3 separate regions of the Mus musculus genome follow, and all the other regions are linked to region 3. The links are chromatin contacts, called in public ChIA-PET and Hi-C maps. All regions are on one chromosome and are shown on one strand. The core of a region is the stretch at or near the end of the contact, and the rest is flanking DNA. Distances in the headings are between cores, read along the strand shown. Region 1 holds the start of Srgn (serglycin). Region 2 holds the start of Hk1 (hexokinase 1). Region 3 holds the start of Ccar1 (cell division cycle and apoptosis regulator 1).

Region 1 (4,315 bases), core at 451-2,950, 280 kb before region 3:
CAACTGAAAGGCTTACATGCACGCCTCTGGTAGAGAGACACCCAGAGCCAGGTGTCACAAATGCGGAATTCACAGCTGTCCATCTTGCCAGAGCACGTGGCTACCGGGGACTATTTCATGAAGCCAAAGGTTTTTCCCTGAAAGATCCGCATGAACTTGAATTCTGAGTCAAAGGGAAAAGTGTGGCTCTAGCTGTGTAGCAGAGCCCCGGACATGCATGAGGCCCTGGGTGTAGGCGCCAATATCACAAAGCTACATAAATAGAAGTGAGCCTTAGCAAGGTCACTTCCTGTTTTCCGATGACGACGTTAGCATAGCCCCATGAAAATAAGTTTCTAAACTTCCACTATGCAAGGAATTTCTGAAGTAACCTGTGAGATGTCATTTCGACCGGAAGTAAGAACGCTACAGCTAGGAGTCACTTCGAAGAAACTCCAGGACACGTATGTCGCTGTGACTCAACATTTCCTTTATGTTTTTCAACCATAAACTCGGCAACTTATTTATCAGGCCATGACCTTCTGCCTCATTTAGACATAGTTCCCTAAATATTAAGGCGAATAAAGTGTGCTTCTTTGTAGTTGTTGTTTGTTTGTTTGTTCTACAAACATTCCATCTTCTTAGAAAAAGTTTGAGGTTGAGTCAGCATGACTGAACAGCTGTAAAAGACAGTCAAATTTACAGACAGGTTTTCAAACGAAAACCTGTTTTCTGGACGAGAGCACAAATGCTAACACTCCTCAGGCTGTTTCTAAAATATTGTTTTAGAGTTAGCATTTTGCCTAGCCAAAATTGAATGTTTGGTAAGAGCCGAGCTTAAGAAGAAAGTAAAAATAGCTACATTTACCCCAATTAAAAAAAAAAAAAAAAAAAAAGCCGGGCAGTGGTGGCGCACACCTTTAATCCCAGCACTTGGGAAACAGAGGCAGGTGGATTTCGGAGTTCGAGGCCAGCCTGGTCTACAGAGTGAGTTCCAGGACAGCCAGGGCTACACAGAGAAACCCTGTCTCAGAAAATCACACACACACAAAAGCCTCTTTCATTGTTAAAATAACAGCGCCATCAGATTCCGTTCTTTGGAACCCAGCATGGAGACATACACCTGTTATCCCAGCACTCGGGAAGTAGAAGTTCCAGGTCCTCTTCAGCTGTATAGCAAGTTGAAGACCATCTTACGCTACATGAGACCTTATATCAAAATGGAGTTCATGCAGACAACTCAGTGATAGGATGCTATTCTAGAAAATTCCATGATGCCACCATCTCAGTAGATCAGTTGGGTAATTTTCCATTTATTTCTTGAATGCTTTAAATGAATAAACCACACATCTTTACCCAAAAAAATAAGAACACTTTTCAGTCATCCTGACAGGTTTTAAGGCCACCACTTACCTTAGAGTTTAATTAATTATTATTATTTTTTAGACCAAACTCAAGTAAACTCACACGAGGTTGTTGAGGCACCTGAAATCCTTCCTTACCTCCCCTCCCACAATAGGACACCCTGCACCTTCAGATGAAGACAATTACTTGTGCATATGCTGATGCCTTCAGAGCAGAGAATTAAAGATCCTGGGTCTCTTACCTTGCACTGAAGATCCCCAAACCAGGACGAAGGCGAGAGCCAGGACAAGCCTGCTGCCGACGGGAACCTGCATCCTGACCAGCTCGGCTCCACTCAGCCTCTGGATTAGCAAATGTAGCAGGGTGCTCTTTCTGTCCCTTTTAGAAAGAGGTTCCAAAACCTCAGACCCTGCCCAAGAACACACGTCACAGTTTCCTGAACAAATAGAAAGAGATCCACATCAACACCCAGAAAGAAGAAGAAAGTTGAAAAAAACAACAACTGTTCATACCCATGATGAAACTCCACCGGACTCCCCCTAGGCGTTTGCTGTGTGGTTATTATTTTTTCTTTTTCCAAAAAGCTCTGCCATCTGTCATTTGCATGTTTAAAAAAAAAGTTTTCCCCATCAAAAAGTCGAATCAGCACTTTCTTCCCCCTCCCTTCCTTCAGGTAACAATCTAAACAGACAGGAGGACTCAGCTGTTCCAGAACTGAGCTCGGCTCATCCACAGCGCACATCAAAGAGAAGCTGGGCGCGCACAGAGTCAGGCACAAGCAGGGAACATTCCGAGCCGAGCTGGGTTCTCAGCCCCCAGGATGAGCGGTCTCCGTTAACGTCCAGAGTCTGCTAGAATTCCTGGCTTTCCCTCTAGCTCACAAACAGGTGAGGAATATATATATATATAAAATCAGCTGCTCCCCAGGGATTGAGACCATGCATGTTTGCATCTTTTTTTCCTGTTTTTTTTTGTTTGTTTGTTTGTTTACTTCGAAAAAAAATTTTTCTTTCTGGTCTTGAGTAAGGCAAAAATCAGGAACAAGGAGGGCAGGTCCCCCCCTCAGAGGGCCGTGGAATGTGAAAACAGAGACACAGATGCTGCCGTTCATAAAGGACTAGCCGTTCCCTGGCCTCGAAGATTGCGGGGCTTTGGGGGTGCGGGTGCGGGAATGGCCACTCTGTGCTAGCCTCACAGTAAGGGTGGTTTTACGCTGTATCTGTAGCGAGACAGCTTTCTCTGCCTTTGCTCTGAGGGCTCAACCATTCTCCACTTCAGGGTGTCCGTTCCTCGGCTGCTCAGATGCCTGCCCCTTGGCCATCCTTTGATGGGTGGGAGGAGTTTCCTTCCCCTTGTTCTGGGCTTCCTGCTGATTCCTTAAGGTTTCCTGATAAGGACAGACTTTAGAATCTCATAGCTCAGGAGCCCTGATAGAGAAAATGAAGCCCTCCTTAGAAACTTCTCCTCAGAAGCCCCCTCAGAGCCTGGAAACCCTCAACTGTAGCAACCGAGGCGCACAGAGACCCAGCGCACACCGTGTGGAGTTTTAGTATCTGTTGGGATTTCTCTCCTCTGCCTTTGGTCCCTTTTCATGATAAGCTTCAATTAAAGCCCTGATAACAAAACGAAAGATCATGTTAACAGCTTCAGGAAGTTTCTCACGACACCTTCAAGGCAATTAGAAGTAGAGATGGATAATTTAGTCACCTTCACACAACCTACAATCACGTGGGAAGGGAGTCTCAGGGACGGAGATAGCCCGGATCAGGATGGCTATGGACAGGCCTAAGGGGGATTGTCTTGGTTATTTGGTGTGGGAAGATCCAGCCCATAGTAGGCAGCGTGATGCCCTCCCTGGTTTAGGGATCCGGATGGCAGCAAGCTGAGAGAAAACCAGCAATCATTTGTTCCTCTCTGCTTTGGATTGTGCAATCAGCTGCTTCAAGTTCAAGCCGCCTTGACTTCCTTGCAATGATGCACTGTTCTCGTAACCTGGAAGCGTGAGCTAAAATGTGACCCTGAGCCCTTTCTTCCCTAAGCTGCCTTTTGTAGGGTAGTTTATCACAGTGACAGAAACAAAACCCAAACAACCAAAACTAGTACCTGAAAGTGATCACTGGGAGATTTTTCTCACTCGGGGACTTTTTTTTTTTTTTTTTGCTGCTGCTGAGTCATGGGGATTTTTTTTTATTTACTTCCTTATATATTTTTATTTATTGAGGCAGGGTTTCACGTATCCCCAGCTGGCTTTGAACCTGTTGTGTAGGCCAAAGATGACCCTGGGCTCCCGAGTCTCTCTCTAGTCCTCTCTTCTCACACTCTGGGGTGAGTGGCCAGACCTGTTCTAGAACTCAGGTGCTCTAAACCATACTCCAGAGACAGATGAGCGATGAGAAGAAAATCAGACTGGTGTGTGAAAGGGAAGTCTTCTAGTAATTATTGAGTAGGCGTATCTGCCAAACGCTCTCAGGCAGATTGGCTTTACAGTCCGCAGCTGGGGAGGGCACTCGTTGGATCCTTGCTGTCTCTCAGGAATAATTTCACAGTCATCAAAAATATTGGAAATAAATCTCTTAGGGGAAGTATCAGACTTTTGAAGCTTCAGGGAAACTGACTCTGAAAAGAAGTGTTTAAAAACTGGCCTTGGGAGGATGGAGAAATGGCTCAGGTGTTAAGAGGACTGGCTACTCTTCCAGAGGACCCAAGTTCAATTCCCAGCACCCACATAGCAGCTCACAGCTGTCTGTAACTCCAGGCTCTGACCCCCTCACAAAACATGCATCCAGGCAAAATTACAATGCACGTAAGATAAATTATATATACATACATATTTATGTATATATACATACCACACACACACACACACACACATATGAAATTGGCCTTAGCCTAGCATAATAGCTTATGCCTATAACTCCAGCATTTGGAAACAGAGGCAGTAGAGTCAAGAGTTTGAGTCTAGCCACTTGTC
Region 2 (3,885 bases), core at 476-2,975, 450 kb before region 3:
GGGGTGGGAGATTGACAGTGAAGCCCTTCAGCACCCTATTCCTGGTCCCTATTCAGGATAAGAGCTGCATCTCCAACAGTCTTGTCTCTCAGCACCTCCCCTTCAGCTGACACCCAGGGGGAGTCTTGGTCAAGTTCTCGAGTGGGAGGAGGGTCAGAGCCCCGCCCAGACTCCACCTCTAACCAGCTGTGTGACCTTCAGGAGGTCACAGTCCCCGGTAAGACTGCTTCTGAAGGTGCAGGATGAGAAGTCTCAGGCCAGGAAAGGACAGAGCCTAGTCACTGCCGCCTCTCACCTGTAGATAGTACCTCTTGTCCCAGTGTCTGTCAGGGTGATGATGCTATTAACCTATCCTAGGGTAGGTAAGGCATACCCATAGCACAAATAAAAATGTCCTAGGTGTTTTCCTAACCAACTTAGTCTATCTCAGGAAAAAAACATCCCGTCTTACTGATGGTGGCAGAAAAGTGAGGTACATCTTTAAGACCCACCAGCAGACGGCACTTTATACTAGATGAACATCACCCCTAGGACCCAGCGTCCATGTGCAAGAACTCACAAGTCACAAGGAACGAATGCCAACCCCTCCGAGCTCTTCAAGTGACTAAAGTGTCTTATTTGAGCTCCTAGGCTGAGACTGCCTGGAAATTACAGGTTTAGAGGAAGAAAAAATTCCATTCAGACGTGCGGTTCTCGACCTGAGGCCTATGAGCAAAGTTTCCGGTGGCCTCTGCTCCCCTCCCCTCACCGGAAAGCCAGGCGGGTCACCCCGTCCTCAGAGTAAGGAGCAGCTGCAACAGCTGGGGGAGCCCAGTGACAGTTTCAGGAGGGCATCGTATTCTCCAAATGGGAACCCCAAATATGGGATGCCTGGCTTCCAGCCAGCACCCCCGCCAGCTGCTCACTCACCTCCCCAGCCTATCTCGGCGATCACACCTTCCCCGCCCACGGCGCGCGTGGACCTTTCAAAACAGGCCTATAGACAGGCCAGCTGGTCCCCACCTAGACAGGTCTCAGCCCGGCACTGCGTGCGGGTACCCATCTGACATCCATGGTCCTTTTCAAGGACACTGCAGTATGCAATCCAGCCGTGGGAGGAAGGGGGGGGGTCTTCAGCCGGCCGCCCAGCTCCTCAAACCACAAGCACGCCCGCATGCCCACAATGCCCGGGTGAATCCCAGCATGAGGCCTGTCGCCTGCACCCTGTAGTCCAACTAGATGCTGTCTAGCCGGGAGAGGCCGGGGGGAGGATGCAGGCGGTGGCGAGCGGATGCGGGAATGCAAGGCTGTGGCCAGGGCGGCGCCGGCGGGGCTCACCTTTTTGACTTGGTCATCCTTCAGCTCGGTGAAGTAATATGCCAGTAGTTGCGCGGCGATCATGTTGACGGTGGGGGATGCGGAGAAGCAGGTGTGGGGCCAGTGGCTCCTCAGTAGCCCTGGTGAGCAGTGGTCCTCCAGCGGCGGATCCGCGACTCCACCTCCTCCTCCCTTGGCTCCTCCCCCTCAGTCCCTGGGCGGGGCGTCTGCCTGCTCTCTCCAGACCTCCGAGCTCCCGTCCCCGGGAGGGTGACAACCGCCAGCCGGCCCACCTCCTCAGTCCCCATTGGCTACAAGGCGCCACTGCCGCGCTATGGCTGGGGCTTCCCAGCCAGAGCAGGAGAATGACGGCCGCTCCCTCCCGCGCCGGAAAGGAGGCATCACCCTGCACGTTCCCCACGTAAGGAGCGCGCGGTCACGCGTGGTGGCACAGTGCCAAGCCAGAGTGGGTGGGGTGTGGGACACGATCTGGAGGGGACCAGAGGACAGATCCAGGACACCACAAACTGGAGAACGCGAACGGAGCCACACCCCTTCCTCGGAGATTAGGGCTCGTCCCCCACCCCTCCCATCCTCCCTGTTGGGGAAGCACACAAGTGGGCGTGGAAAGAGAGCGGAAGCCGAAACTAGGCGGCTTCACAGATCTTGCACTGGGTCCCTGTGCCTGCCTGCCATCGAGGATCCAAAATCTAAGGATGATGCTCGGAGTCCCACCACAGCCTGTCAGAGTTCACATAGCGAAACCCAAAGCGCCTGCCCCTGTGACATCATGTAAGAGCTCATGGTCCCCGAGTGGGAATTTTGGCCTATTCCCAGCCTGTCCCGATCCTCCCACCCTTCTCTAGCTCTTGGGCATCCGGGTTCTGGGAGGTTGGGGGTACTGTTCAGGACTCAGGTTGAGGGGAAATCGTATTTGTACCTTATGACAAGTAAGAACTCTGACATACAGAAGTGGCTCTGATTCTACAGGTGAGGAGTCTGAGGCAATGCGTTACAGTTGCTGCTCAGGAGTCGGGCAGGGTTTTCTTAGCTTCAGTGCTGGTGACCTGGCCGTTGTATGCAGTGTCTCTTACTTAAGCTTCCCTTGCAGGCCATGTTCCCATGACCAGGGCTGCAGCATCTGTCCTGAGGGAACTATAGAGGCTAACTTCTAGCCCACACCTGGGGGGCTAGGAGCCCATGCCTGGAACACCCCTCAAGTACCCCAGGACCCTTCCAGCCACCACTGCCCACTGAGAAAGAGGTGGTAGACCTGATACCTCTATCCAGGACACATCCCCACCCTGCCCAATGGCAGGTGCAGATGTGTCCTCAGTCACTTCTTTACCCCTAAGATGGAGCTGTAACTACTGATGTCTACACCCCATGATTTTTGTGAAAGAGCATAAACACTTGTGTCTAACAAATTAAGTGGGAAGTACTCTCATAGAATGAACTTGGGAGCCTACAGGTTAAAGTTTGGGGGGGGGGGCGCAACCTGTATATCGCCATTTCCAGGCCCAGGGAGGGCCTAACTGTTGTATTTAAATTATTTTCCTAATAGGATCTCCCCTCAAAAAGATTAGCATTTGAGGCCCACATAAATCTCAAACTAACACACACACACACACATATGCACAGGCGAACGCTACCAACATGGCCACCAGTGTCAGGACAAAATGGTTCTTCTAAGCTGCATTCGACTCTGCAAATGTAGTTCTGCCAGCCAGCTCTCAAGGCTGGGACATCTTTGAGGATGGAGGGTTGTTTTGTTTTCTCAGAGCTCTGTAGGTTGAATGGGCCATCTCTCTGCTCCCCGTGTTAGACTCACGGCCCCCTCACTCAGCCTTCAGCTATCACTATAATCTGTCCCCATACAACCCTTACCCAACAAACCAGAATTGGGAAAAAGCTGGCCAAACTTATAGGCAGGTAGGCACCTCTGCTATCCCTTCCCCCAACCCCTGTACCAAGGTGACTCAGTACACACACACACACACACACAGAGGCACTAAGGCTTAGCATTATTTCCTAATTCACATCTCTAAGTCAGACTCACTGCCGCTCCCAATACCATTACCACCCCAGTTTTTCGCCTGTCTAGCTAGAAATATTACAAGAACATTTAAGGTGGCTTTCTGGTTGTTGGCTACCAGCCATCCAAGCCATTCTGAGCTGCAGGCCACGGCACTCTCCCTGAAAAGCAACCTTAATTGTGTTATGTCCCTGCCTGCAGTCCCTTCTGGGCCCTGATGGAGCCGATTTAAACATGTTGGCCCTGTAGCTGACCCTACTCTTTGAGTGTATCTCTTCCCTGGCCCCTGGTCACAACAGGGCTATTTCCCTCTCTCCTCAGACTGCACAGGTCCATTCCACTGTGGCACCGCTCATACCCCTTTGCTCGCCTACCCTTCCCCGTTCATCTATACCTGTCCAAGTTCCCTTCACCACAGGAAGGCATGTCTGGCCTTCCTGCCTAAGCTGGCCTCCCATGACCTCAGTCACTCACCCTGGCCTCCCAGGCCCCAGCACCTCCACAGGGCACACTCGGACAGTGCTCAGAGTCCATGCAAACGGGGACCAGGGCTC
Region 3 (3,735 bases), core at 310-2,809:
GTTCAAATTGCTGGATAAGTGGGGTTTTGTTTTTGTTCCTGAGTTAATTTTCAAAAGTATCTTAAAAACTAAAGGGTATATCATTTCCAGTCCAAGGGTTCAGTTGCCTGACCTGGTTGTGAGACCGCAGTGGCTGTAAACTGAGTAGCCCATGGTGGATTCTTCTGTCCTCCAAACTGAGCCATGATGCAAGGGGGGGAAAACTTTCACTTGTTTCCCTTCTATAGCAGATACCTATAAAGGATATAGGAAAAGGCTAGTTTAGAGAAATCATTGATATATTAAAGACACGTTCCAAACAAGAACCAACCGAAGTGTGCAACAGAACATTTGAAATAAAACGCACAACCAGCCTATCAACAGATCACTTGTGCATACTCTATTTAAAAGATATCCTTGGGGCTGACTTAAAGGAACTTCCTTCAGTAACTACAAGGTCATTTCCTAAAAAGGTCTGCCCGAGCTTAGTGGCAAAGCCTTTAATCCCCTCCCAACCCATCCCTCCAGAGGCAGAGTCAGGCGGATCTCTATAAACTCCAGGCCAGCATGATTTATATGACATTACAAACCAGCTAGGGCTAGATACAGAGCCTCTCTCTCTGGGGACAAACGAACTTATAGACGCAGCAAGTACAGCCTGCGTGTTTCTTTGGGCGATGGTCTGAGGTCCTGCAGTGGGGTTAAATCAATAACGGAAACTGCGTCGAGACCCCCCCTCCCCCATAAAGGTATTGGCAGATACCATCTCAATAACGAACATTACTTTAAGGGCTAGGAAGTCACTATGGCCTTTGTCACCCTAGTCTCCACTCCGGGAGTGGGGAGGCAGTTGGGAGGACGCGCGGCTCCAAAAGAACCACTGCGAAGACCCCGGCTCAAAAACCCAAGAGAAAAGGAAAAGATGGGCCTGGCATCCCGGGGTGAGGACACTCATCTTCCTCCCACGCGCCGGCCGTGAAAGATGGAAGGCAGCGCCCCAGGCCGCGGCCACTGGGGCCCGCGGGTCGTCGCAGTCCCCGAGGTCCCCGGGCCGGTCTGAGAGAACCTCCAAGCGCTGGAAACGCTCGCCGCCGCCGCCCGGGGCCGGGTCTCAGCGGCGGGGCAGCGCGGGCCGGAGGACGCACGGCCTCCGGCCTGGCCCGGCCCAGTCGAAGGGGCGCAGGCCGCACCTGAGGGGCCTGGAGCCGCTGCGCTGGGGGCAGGGCGCGGCGCGTGGGGCCTACTCCGACCCGCACAAAAGGGACCGCGTCCCTCGCCCGCCGGCCCCGCGGCGTCCGCCATCACACACCCACCCGCCACCGCCACATCACTCGCTCCCTACCCCTCCGCTGACCGGCTGCCAACGAACGGAAGCAACCCGCCGCGGCCTCCCACCGCGCCACACCAAAACACTGACCAGACCTTCACCTGAGTCTGGCCCGGGTTAACCGAGAAGCCATTTCAAACCCGTCAAGCTCAGGCGCATGCGCAGACTGCTTTCCCCTCCAACCCCCCTGCCTACGCCGCACCGCCTCCCGGTTCCGAGAGGAACGGGCGCGTGCGCGAAAAAAGTTCGGCGTGCGCGCTCCCCGCGAGTGCGTTCACTGGGGAGCGAGAGCGAGCCTCAGCCGGGTTACCTTGACTTCGCTGAACAATGAGCTGGCTGTCGCTCGCCTGCTCTGAGGCCAACGCTGTCCTTCCCTGGGAGAGAGAGGGAGAGCGAGCGGCAGTCACGTGGTCCGGCCGGTGTCGCCGCCGCCATCTTGTGGTCCCTCTATTCTTGTTTGGAACATGTTTGGAAGAATAAGCCTGTAAGAACTTCGTTGTTAGCGGGCAGTGGTGGCGCACGCCTTTAATCCCAGCACTCGAGAGGCAGAGGCAGGCGGATTTCTGAGTTCGAGGCCAGCCTGGTCTACAGAGTGAGTTCCAAAACAGTCAGGGTTATACAGACATATCCTGTCTCGAAGAACAAAAAAAAAAAATTTTTTTTTGTTTACATTCTTTTCATTTTTAGAGGGTTTTGCCTCCATGATTTATGCGCACAGGTGTGGGCTTGGTGCCCCTGGAGCTGAGAAGACGACAGATCCCCCGAAACTAGAGTTCCTGACCGGTGTGAACCACCCCGTGGGTGCTGATAATCAATCCCAGGTCCTGAGAACAGAGATTAGTGCTTTTAACCGCAGTGCCATCTCCTCGGGATTAAGGCTGGAATGTGTAAAAGCGAACAACTGAGTGGATTTTAATACACTGAGTGCAGGCCATCATCACCCCTAGTATTTGAAGACCCTACTGAAAAGAAACAGCTGGAGGATTTGGGGGGCGAGAGGGAGTGGAAAGGTTGGGGGATGGGGGAAGTGCACACCTCTAATCCCAGCGCTCAAGAGGCAGAGGCAGACACAGCCAGGGCAACACAGATAAACCCTGTCTCAAAAAATGAAAGACAGAGCTATTATTAAGTCATTTTCTAATTTTGTCCTACACCTGCTGGTGACATCTAGTCAAATTCTCAACATGAAATAGCTTATGCTAGGAATCCCACATAAGATTAGCTGAGCCAAGCATGATCAGGTGGTGACCTGTAATCTAACACTTGGGAGGGAGGGGAAGGGAGGATCAGGAGTTCAAGGCCAGCCTGGACTGTGTAACACCTTATCTCATCAAACCCAATAGGATAAAATATATAGCTTTTTCTGTGGTTCCTTGTATTTTTTCCCTTAAATTTTATGAACACAGGATCACATAGGTACACGTTCTTTAATATTTTTCAAACCACAAGGGTCCTTTCTCCCACTTAAGTAAAACTTACAGAAGTTGGGTAAAATGTAACTCCTTTGTCCTTACTAATTCTGTCCTGACCTTCAAACTATTAGAATATAGTCATCACACTATAGTAATTTGTAAAAATTCAAAACAGCGTGTGCCAGGTGGCCCAGCAATAAGAGGGACAAAGTGAGAAAACTTAAATCTGAGATACCTTATCAAAAAAAGTTCTGGGGGCTGGAGAAATGGCTCAGCGGTTAAGAGCACTAACTGCTCTTCCAGAGGTCCTGAATTCAATTCCCAGCAACCACATGGTGGCTCACAACCATCGGTAATGGGATCTGATGCCCTCTTCTGGTGTGTCTGAAGACAGCTACAGTGTACTCATAATAAATAAATAAATAAATAAATACTTCTTTTTTTTTTTTTTTAAGTTCTGAAAGAAACCCCAGGCATATGTTTTTGATGTCTGTATTTTGGATTGACATGTCTCTATGACTTCTAGATTAGCTTGGTCTACATTGTAAGGCACAGGACAGCCAGGGCTACATAGTGAAAGAGTGTTTATAAAACACACAAAGCAGAGCAGTGGTGGTACATGCCTTTAATCTCAGCACTTGGGAGACAGAGGTAGGCAGATATTTAAGTTCAAGGCCAGCCTGGTCTACAGAGTGAGTTCCAGAATGGCCAGGGTGAAACAGAAAAATCCTGTCTCAAAAGACCAAAAACAAAAACAAAATAAATAAAACACACGAAACAGAGCTAGAGGGATGGTTCAGCAGTTAGGCCCACTTGATATTCTTTCCTAAACCTTGGAGCTCATCCCACCATCTACATTAGCCCCATACAACTAAACAGAACTCTGAGGCCCTCTCCCGGCCTCCTGGGATACTGCACACATGTGACACAGGCTCACACAAACATATACACAAATTCATACACATGAATAAAAATGAAATTTAAGGGCAAACACTCAGAAGTTAAGAGTACTGTGAG

The links. A called contact is a pair of places that touch in the nucleus more often than the background predicts. ChIA-PET counts read pairs in DNA pulled down with a chosen protein or histone mark.
Region 1: an RNA polymerase II ChIA-PET map of memory CD8 T cells shows a contact between it and region 3, with 135 read pairs. The contact joins the promoter of Srgn here to the promoter of Ccar1 in region 3. A contact is called at or near these places in 1 of 15 datasets of contacts at CTCF or cohesin (embryonic stem cells), 6 of 484 Hi-C or Micro-C datasets (B cells, CD8 T cells, the G1E-ER4 cell line and 3 more), 6 of 115 datasets of contacts at active chromatin or transcription factors (the SCID.adh cell line, T-cell acute lymphoblastic leukemia, effector CD8 T cells and 3 more) and 2 of 9 other capture datasets (liver and pancreatic islet).
Region 2: a contact with region 3 is called in a Hi-C map of erythroblasts, with 2.4 times the contacts expected there. The contact joins the promoter of Hk1 here to the promoter of Ccar1 in region 3. A contact is called at or near these places in 1 of 39 promoter capture datasets (hippocampal neurons), 3 of 484 Hi-C or Micro-C datasets (CD8 T cells, erythroblasts and regulatory T cells) and 2 of 115 datasets of contacts at active chromatin or transcription factors (effector CD8 T cells and memory CD8 T cells).

The regions. Positions count from the first base shown.
Region 1 is chr10:62,506,057-62,510,371 of GRCm38.p6, forward strand. It overlaps Srgn (serglycin), which reads right to left and starts at 1,701. Exons shown (of 3, transcript NM_011157.3): 1 at 1,586-1,701. The coding sequence starts at 1,658. It overlaps Gm51804 (a long non-coding RNA gene), which reads left to right and starts at 1,748. Exons shown (of 3, transcript XR_003949006.1): 1 at 1,748-1,898; 2 at 2,018-2,231.
Region 2 is chr10:62,338,696-62,342,580 of GRCm38.p6, forward strand. Hk1 (hexokinase 1) reads right to left here and starts at 1,726. Exons shown (of 18, transcript NM_001146100.1): 1 at 1,318-1,726. The coding sequence starts at 1,380. It overlaps Hk1os (hexokinase 1, opposite strand), which reads left to right and starts at 1,539. Exons shown (of 3, transcript NR_168630.1): 1 at 1,539-1,717.
Region 3 is chr10:62,790,809-62,794,543 of GRCm38.p6, forward strand. Ccar1 (cell division cycle and apoptosis regulator 1) reads right to left here and starts at 1,560. Exons shown (of 25, transcript NM_026201.3): 1 at 1,408-1,560; 2 at 113-234. The coding sequence starts at 185.